Regions from separate parts of the Sus scrofa genome. Here region 2 is linked to region 1. Evidence: chromatin contacts called from public Hi-C data. All regions are on one chromosome and are shown on one strand. Each heading gives the region's core, a stretch centred on a gene start, on an enhancer-like site or on the middle of the called end of the contact. The rest is flanking DNA. Distances are from core to core; before and after follow the strand shown. Region 1 has its middle 53 kb from the start of BLM. Region 2 holds the start of FES (tyrosine-protein kinase Fes/Fps).

Evidence for each region. A called contact is a pair of places that touch in the nucleus more often than the background predicts.
Region 2: a contact with region 1 is called in a Hi-C map of retroperitoneal adipose tissue, with 2.3 times the contacts expected there. The contact joins the promoter of FES here to the enhancer-like site in region 1. A contact is called at or near these places in 9 of 47 Hi-C or Micro-C datasets (alveolar macrophages, blood, embryonic fibroblasts and 3 more) and 1 of 2 datasets of contacts at active chromatin or transcription factors (alveolar macrophages).

The regions. Positions count from the first base shown.
Region 1 is chr7:53,289,134-53,293,319 of Sscrofa11.1, forward strand. No RefSeq gene overlaps it. Among named protein-coding and RNA genes, the nearest start is that of BLM, 53 kb to the right of the region's middle. Within about 2 kb of position 2,223, at least 9 of the 83 cell types and tissues checked have an H3K27ac peak or open chromatin away from gene starts, as enhancers often do. A contact at or near this core is called in retroperitoneal adipose tissue, where this site is marked.
Region 2 is chr7:53,470,572-53,474,757 of Sscrofa11.1, forward strand. It overlaps FES (tyrosine-protein kinase Fes/Fps), which reads left to right and starts at 2,376. Exons shown (of 19, transcript XM_001929355.4): 1 at 2,376-3,170; 2 at 3,685-3,906; 3 at 4,097-4,186. The coding sequence starts at 3,694. It overlaps FURIN (furin), which reads left to right. Exons shown (of 15, transcript XM_021098916.1): 15 at 80-2,220. The coding sequence ends at 681.

The sequences.
Region 1 (4,186 bases), core at 973-3,472:
TAAAGGCTTTCCCGTCGTGGCGCAGTGATTAATGAATCTGACTAGGAACCATGAGGTTGCAGGTTCGATCCCTGGCCTCACTCAGTGGGTTAAGGAACCGGCATTGCTGTGGCTGTGGTGTAGGCCAGCAGCAGTAGCTCCAATTAAACCCCTAGCCTGGGAGCTTCCATATGCCACAGGTGCCGCCCTAAAAAGACAAAAAGACCAATCAATCAATCAATCAATCAAGGGGAAAGGAGTAAGAGCAGTGTTTCCCCCGGGAGACAGGGGTTCCAGAGGTGGAGGAGACAGGCAGGGGGTGGAAGGAGGGGGTGAGAGGCACAGGAGATTGTTATCCTGGCCCATAGTCTCAGCACTGTGCCCCCTGTGCCCCCCGCGCAACCCCCCCCCCCGCTTTTTCATTCTGTGGGCCTTCAGCACCCTCTGGCCCTCTCATCTGGTTAACCCTTTTTCCCCCTTCCTCCCAGGGCTCTGTGCTTCATGGCCTACTCCTGCCTGTCCCTCCTGTAATCGAAATCTAAATTGGAGGTTCCACAGAGTTCTACCTGGGCCTAACTCTCGTCCCCACCCTTCTTCCTTTTTCTTTTTTCTTTTTTTGGGCTGCACCCACAGCATATGGACGTTCCCAGTAGGGGTCCAATCGGAGCTATAGCTCCCATTCTACACCACTGGCAGCTGGCAGCCACAGCCACGCCAGATCCGAGCCACATCTGCAACCCACACCACAGCTTTCGGTAATGCCCAGATCCTTAACCCACTGGGCAAGGCCAGGGATCCGACCCTAGTCCTCGTGGATACTAGTCGGGCTCATTACCGCTGAGCCACGACAGGAACTTCCCCCACCCTTCCTCCCTGACTCTGTCTCCCGGTTTTACAGACTACCACCCCTAACAGATCTCCAGCCTCTGCACACTCTCCGTGAGCCAGGTTTCTAGTGCCACTCGCCCAATGATCCTCTCCACGCAGATGTCCTGCCACCATCTCAAACACAGTGGACTGTAATTAGAAAACGTTGTCTCGCTTTTGTTGAAAGAAACATGGAAATATAATACAACATTGTCATTTTTCTCGTCCTTGATTAACAAGGGGTCGACTAAGACAAAGAATCTTAACAGAGCATGAGCATTCGACCAAGACTACAGAAACATGGTGCCGCTGGTGAGTCCTGGAAAACCTTTATTATTATATTTTTTAATCTTTTTTTTTTTTTTTGTCTTTTTAGGGCCGCACCCATGGCACACGGAGGTTCCCAGGCTAGGGGTCGAATCGGAGCTGTAGCTGCCGGCCTACGCCACAGCCACAGCAACGCAGGATCTGAGCCAAGTCTGCGACTTACACCACAGCTCACGGCAACACCAGATCCTTAACCCACTGAGCGTGGTCAGGGATCAAACCGAAACCTCATGGTTCCTAGTCGGATTCACTAACCACTGAGCCATGACAGGAACTCCCCTTTCTTTATGAGGATAAGGAAACTCAAATTAACAAAGAGCTTTGATTAGCTGATTAATCAAGTTGGAGTGAGCTCCCATAAAGCTAAATTTAACCATGCCCTGCTCTGTATCCCAAACTGCAGACCTCCTCTTTTATGATTTCTTGCAACTCAGTGTAATTTGATTGTTGACTGGGCGATGGGTATGAATACACTATTCTTCTGTGTATGTTTAAAATTTTGCATAATAAAAACCTAAAAGAAGGGAGTTCCCTGGTGGCTCAGTGGGTTAGGGACCCAGCTTTGTCACTGCTGTGGCTCTGGGAACTTCTGCACACTTGGGGCATGGCCAAAAACAAACAACCTAGAAAATAAATAGCATCTCTCCCTTAAAAAATAGCATCTCTCCTGTCGTGGCTCAGCAGTAGCAAACCCGACTGGCGTCCCATGAGGATGCGGGTGGTTCGATCCCTGGCCTCACTGTGTGTTGGGGATTCTGTGTTGCTGTGGCTGTTGTGTAGACCTGCAGCTCCAATTAGACCCCTAGCCTGGGAACTTCCATATGCTGCAAATGTGGCCCTAAAAAGCAAAACAAATAAACAAAAAAAAAGCTAGTCTGCCTTAATTTGTGGTTAGTGCTTATCTGAATGTAATCCTTAACCTCCTGGCTTGAGAGAATTGCCTGGATTGAACGTGATTTTTGCAGGAAATTGTAATATGAAACATAACTGTGCACTGAAGTTGCGAATGACATCATCAATGAATTATTTTTTCCTGTGCTCCTTTTCTTTGTTCTTCTAACCATATGTGTATATAAATGTGTGTGTGTGTGTGCATGCTCGGAGAATTTCTGTGCAGAGAGGAAGTGGTTCAATCTGCTTGTCTCAGAGCAGCTGTTGGCTTTTAGAATAAAGAAGTGACTGCCTCGTTTCTGATTCAGATGCAACATGAGATTTGCTTTTATCCACGACTAAATTTAAACGCTTGTCTTCTCCCCCTGCAAAACTAAATCCTCTTCCCCATAACCCTGCCGAAAAAACTTGGCTTCACAATAGTGTTTAGGTTAAAGCTGCAAGGGGAGTTTAAGTGTTGAGTGCAAGAAACGTCAAGGAGAGAGCGCAAACTGGCGTGGGAACCTGCTGCAGCTCAGAAAACTGCGTAAGACAAAGACTGCACAGCCTCTATGGGCACCTAGGTTAGAGCGGCTGTGCCCCAAAGCCCAGCTGGTTCAGGGCATCGCAGTGATGCATCTAAGGACTCAGCCCTCCCATTTCTTCAACCATAACTTTTATTCCTTCCTCCACCTTCCCGACCTCTGTCTTCGTTTCAGAAGAAAAAGACAATCTCTCTTGACCAACATCTGAATCGTTCAATATTATCAGTTTGCACATTTCACCCACTTTGTGTAAATTTTTATTTTGATGTAATTTCAAACATACAGAAAACCTGTAAAAAACAGTGTAAGGAACCACAGTATAGGCTTTACCCTGGTCCCACTTTTATTTTCCTTCCCTTTCTCTTTCTTGCTAAGTCTTGCCAGAGTTTATCAATTTTATTAATGTTTTCAAAGAACCAACTTTTGGCTTTCTCTGTTTTTTGTTGGTTTTCTCTTTCACTGGTTTTTGCTCCTGTTTTACTAATTCGCTTTCTTTCTGTTACTTTAGATTTAAAAGAAGTTTATATTAAAGTGTAGTTGATTTACAACGTTGTGTACCTGTTACTTTGGATTTAAATTTCTTCTTTTTCTAGCTACTTGAGGTCGAAAGTTAATTATTGATCAAAACTTTTCTTCTTCTACAATATATGCATTTAAAGATACAAATTTCCCTCTAGACATAGCTTTACCCACACCCCACATATTTTGCTATGTTGTGTTATCATTATCTTTCAGTTCAAGATATTTTAAAATTTCCCTTGTGGTTTTCTTTGACTCATAAAATGTTTAGTAGTGTGTTGTTTAATTTCCAAATACTTGGGGCTTTTCTAGATTTCTTTTACAACCTTGCCAGGACCAAGATATCATATACTCAGCCTCCAGACTGTGAAAAAAATAAATTTCTGTTGTTTAAGCCACTCAGTTGAGGGTATATTGCTATGGCAGCCCTAGAAAATAAATGATGCATATTTAGCATTTTAGATCTTCTTGATGGATTGACCCTTTAATCAATATGAAATTTTTCTCTTTATATCTGGTGGTATGCCACATCTTGAAGCCTACTTTTTCTGATGTTAACATGAACCTACCAGCTTTCTTGTGTGTTATTATTTTTTTGTATTGTATTATCTATATCTGTATTATGTATTTTTCCATCTTTTTGCTTTATCTGTGTCTAAATATTCAAAGTGTGTTTCTTAAGACAGAATAGATTTGGGTCATTTTTATCCAATTTACTAATCTTTGCCATAATTATTGATATGGTTTGATTTAAATCTGTCATCTTTCTGTTTGTTTTATATGTGTCCCACCCATTTTTTTGTCTTTCTGTTCCTTCTTTTGTGCCTTAAGTTAATCAAATATTTTTAGTAGTTCATTTTATTTCCTCTCTTTGTTTCTTAGCTTCACTTTTCTATATAATATTATCAGTTTAGCTCTAGGGGATTACACTATGTGCGTGTGTGCGCGTGCATGTGTGTGTGTGTGTTTGTATTTTTAGGGCCATACCCACAGCAGATGGAATTTCCCAGGCTAGGGGTCAAATCTGAGCTGCTACAACGGCTACAGCAATGCCAGATCCAAGCCACATCTGCGACCTA
Region 2 (4,186 bases), core at 1,126-3,625, 180 kb after region 1:
CAGGCTGCCATGGTTCTGGGGCTCAGAGCCATGGCCGTGGGCGGCTTTTCCGACACCCGCCTTCTCTCGGTGCCGGCAGTGTGCGAGGAGGGCTTCTCCCTGCACCAGAAGACCTGTGTCCAGCACTGCCCTCCCGGCTTCGCTCCCCAAGTCCTCGACACACACTATAACACTGAGAACGACGTGGAGATCATCCGGGCCAGCGTCTGTGTCCCCTGCCATGCCTCGTGTGCCACGTGCCAGGGGCCAGCCCCCACGGACTGCCTCACCTGCCCCAGCCACGCATCCCTGGACCCCGTGGAGCAGACGTGCTCCCGGCAAAGCCAGAGCAGCCGCGAGTCCCCACCGCAGCAGCTGCCCCGGCCGCCCCCGCCCTCCCCACAGGAGGAGGAGGCAGAACCTCGGGTGCGGGCGGGGCAGCTGCCCTCACACCTGCCCGAGGTGGTGGCCGGCCTCATCTGCGCCCTCATCGTGCTGGTCTTCGTCACTGTCTTCCTGGTCCTGCAGCTGCGCTCGGGCTTCAGCTTCCGGGGGGTGAAGGTGTACACCATGGACCGTGGCCTCATCTCCTACAAGGGGCTGCCCCCTGAAGCCTGGCAGGAGGAGTGTCCATCCGACTCCGAAGAGGACGAGGGCCGGGGCGAGAGGACCGCCTTTATCAAAGACCAGAGCGCCCTTTGACAGCGCCTGCCGCTCCCCGAGCCCGCCCCTCCTCGGGCACTTGTTACTTCACCAAAGTGTTTTTTTATCTCGAGACTGGGCTTGGATCCCAGCTGGGAGGCGAGAGGGGCGGAGAGGGCTTCCCAGCCTCCCCCTGGACCCCCTGGCTGCCTGAGGTGGGACTCCAGGACCAGCCAGGGTGTGGGGGGCAGGGGGAGGGGGCCTCTCCCCACCCCCAGAGCCCCTCCGAGTGGAGAACAGAGTGAAACCTTTAGGGCAGCTTTCCAGGGTCCGGGCCCCAGCCAGAGCTCCCTGCCAAGCGAAGGGGGTGGGGGGGTGGCCCTTCCCCGTCCCTCTAAAGCAATAATGGTTCCCATCCAGGCAGCAGGGAGGCTGGCCTAGTGGGTATTTGAAGGAGGAGGCCACCTCTCCAAGGGCTTTTGCATCCGCTACCCCGCCCCCCACCTCTGGTGAGCCTCGGGTGGAAGCAGTGAGCAAAGGAAGGGACCAAGGCCAGGCAGGCACCTCCGGGGCGCGCACGTGGGTCCACGCGCGTTTGTCCCTTTGCCCCCGTCTACTGCGCTGGCTGCCTGCCAAGCAAGGTTGGCCCAGCCCCACGCTGGTGCCCCTACCACCCTCCCCTCTCCAGCACCCTTCCCTCCCGCCAGGGCCCAAGTCCCTGTTTTCTGAGCCCGGGGCCACCTGGGCTGTTGGCACTCGCAGTCCCAGAGCCCCTGGGTGGGTGGTGGGGAGGGACGGTGGCCCAACCGGCCTGTCCCACCTCCCACCCGATGCTGCTTTCCCCTGTGGGGATCTCAGGGGCTGTTTGAGGTTATATTTTCACTTTGTGATTATTTCACTTTAGATGCTGACTTGTTTTTGTTTTTTTTGTTTTTTTTTTTTGGTATTTTTAACGGGGGTAGCAGCTGGACCATCCACTCTCCCACACCCACTGTCCACCCTGCTGTTCCCCCCCGCCGGCTGCGCGGGCCCTGAGGTGTGGGGGGCTACGGCCTGTTGCCGAGGAATAGCTGAGCCCCAAATCCTGAAGAGGAGGCCAGGCCAGACGGGCCCTAGGAAAGGAGGATTGGGGTGGGCGGGCAGGCTGTCCATCTCAGATGGGGCTGGTCGTGCCAAGGGCTCACGGGTCACTGGTTCTCCAAGTGCCAGGGGTGGGCAGGTGGTGGCACCAAGCCCCTTCCAACACTGTGCCCTGGTGGAGGAAGCGCTGACCTGTCCGGCCCCCCAGGTCCCCCTCTTCTGACGTGCCTTTTGCACCCCTCCCATTAGGACAATCAGTCCGCTCCCATTTGGGAGCCCCTTTTTCTCTCTCCCCCAGCACCCCCCCCACCCAGCCACCTGCCCAGGGGTGCCCCCTCCTCTTCCACCCCCACCCTTGTGGCCAGCCCAGCTGGTTTTGTAAGATACTGGGTTGGTGCACAGTGATTTTTTTTTTTTCTCTTGTAATTTAAACAGGCCCAGCATTGTTGGTTCTATTTAACGGACTCGAAATAATGTTAGGTTTTAAAGTGATTAAACTTGCAGACTATGCAAACCAGGCCTGGTCTCCAGTGTGGTGATAATTGTTCTTCTCTGGGCCCTGGGGCTGCCTCCAGGATGGGGTGGGGGTGGGGGTGGGGATCGGGGCAACCTACATGCCCTTGTGACCTTCCTGCCCACGGTCCATCGCCCAGAGGGCTTCAGGGCCTCCTTCGGGCAGGGTGTAGAAGGGGACTGCAGCCGGGCACAAGTCCTGGAGGTGGGACTGGCTGAGCATTTCCACCCGCACAGGCCTTGAGTCCAGCAGGGAGAGAAGTTGAGTCCCACTCCCTGGCCCAGACCCCTTGCCTGCCCCAGGTTTCCCTTGAAACAGGAAGCCCCAGCCCTGGCTAGGTGAGCGGTGCCTGTTCCACCAGGGGACCTGTGTGGGAGAAGCTGGCCTCCCCTCTAGACATTTACTTGGAGATTTTATTCAAATGGAGACTGGTGCCTGAGCTCGCCTTGGGGAATCCAGTGGGGAGGGGAGGGCCTGCACCAGGCTTCCCCCTTCCTCTTCTGGGGCTGCTGCTGGGGTGGCCCGCCTGCCCCCAGGCTCTGGACCCGCAGGCTCTCCCACCCAGTGCAAGCCTGCTGCTCCGCCCTGGGCAGGCGCCCATTACTGCACCCGCGGGCCGCTTCCCCCAGTTCCTGGGCGCTGTCCGGGACCTGGGGAGTGCCCGGCCAGGCTGCTCTCTTCTGGCCCATTCTTTCTCAGCCCCCTCCTCCCTTCCGTTTCCGCGAGCCTTGTGAGCCGTGTGGCTGGCTGAGCGGCCTGCACTGGGCAGCGGGGGGGCGGACAGGCGTCAGGGGCTCCTGCCCGCCCCTTCCCCTCCGCCGGCCCGCCCCGGGGCCTGGGCCAACTGAAACCGCAGGAGGAGGAAGCGCGGAATCAGGAACTGGCCGGAGTGGTGCGGGGGCCTGAGTCTGAGTTGGTCCTCGGCGGCCCTAGGAGCAGCTAGCTGCCCACGCGGGTAACTCCTGCCCCCAGGGGAGGGTGTCGGTGGGTGGGGGGGAGTGGGAAGCAGGCAGGAGCCCTGCCAGCGGCGGCGATCAGAGAGCAGACACAGTTGGGCAGGGGCCGGGGAAGGGTAGGGGCTTGGGCTGCGGCTGCCTGGGGCGCCAGAAGGGGCAGGCTTGGCCCGGCCGAGGGGCCGAGGGACCGAGGGCCCTGATCGTGCCGCGCCCCTGCAGCTGGGTGCTGGGTGGGAGGGCCCAGGGAGGCAAGATCCAGGAGGTTTCTGCCCCAGGACTGGAAAGAGGACCCCTGGCACTAGTCCTCGGCCTAGGATGCAGGAAGCAATGAGGGCTTTCCCAGGCCAGGCCAAAGTTTGTACCTATGGCTGCATTTCAGTGGGACAGACCCCCACCACCCGCCTGTCTGCAGCCCCTCTTAGTCAGGCAGCCCCTAGGGTCTCTGTCCCACACCTCTGTCTGTCTCCAGCTCCTGCCCTGCCCCCACTGGTGGCTTCTCCTCTCTGTCCCCAGGACCACACTATGGGCTTCTCTTCGGAGCTATGCAGCCCCCAGGGCCATGGGGCCCTGCAGCAGATGCAGGAGGCCGAGCTTCGGTTGCTGGAGGGCATGAGAAAGTGGATGGCCCAGCGAGTCAAGAGCGACAGGGAGTATGCCGGGCTGTTGCACCACATGTCACTACAGGACAGTGGTGCCCAGAGCCGGAGCACTGGTTTCCACAGCCCCATCAGTCAGGTGGGACTCCACAATGCCCTGGGCCCCTCACCCCCTTCCTGCCCTCACCAACCAAGGAATTCCTATGGGTGCCGATGTATCTGCCAGTCCCTTCCTTTCCGGGCGCCCACAGGGGAGGGCTGGAGATTTGGCAGGCCCAGGCTTGGGACCATTGTCCCTGACTCCCTGCCTCACCCGTCCTGTGCTATAGTCCTGGGCAGATATCACCAGCCAGACAGAGGGCCTGAGCCGACTGCTGAGGCAGCACGCTGAAGATTTGAACTCGGGGCCCCTGAGCAAG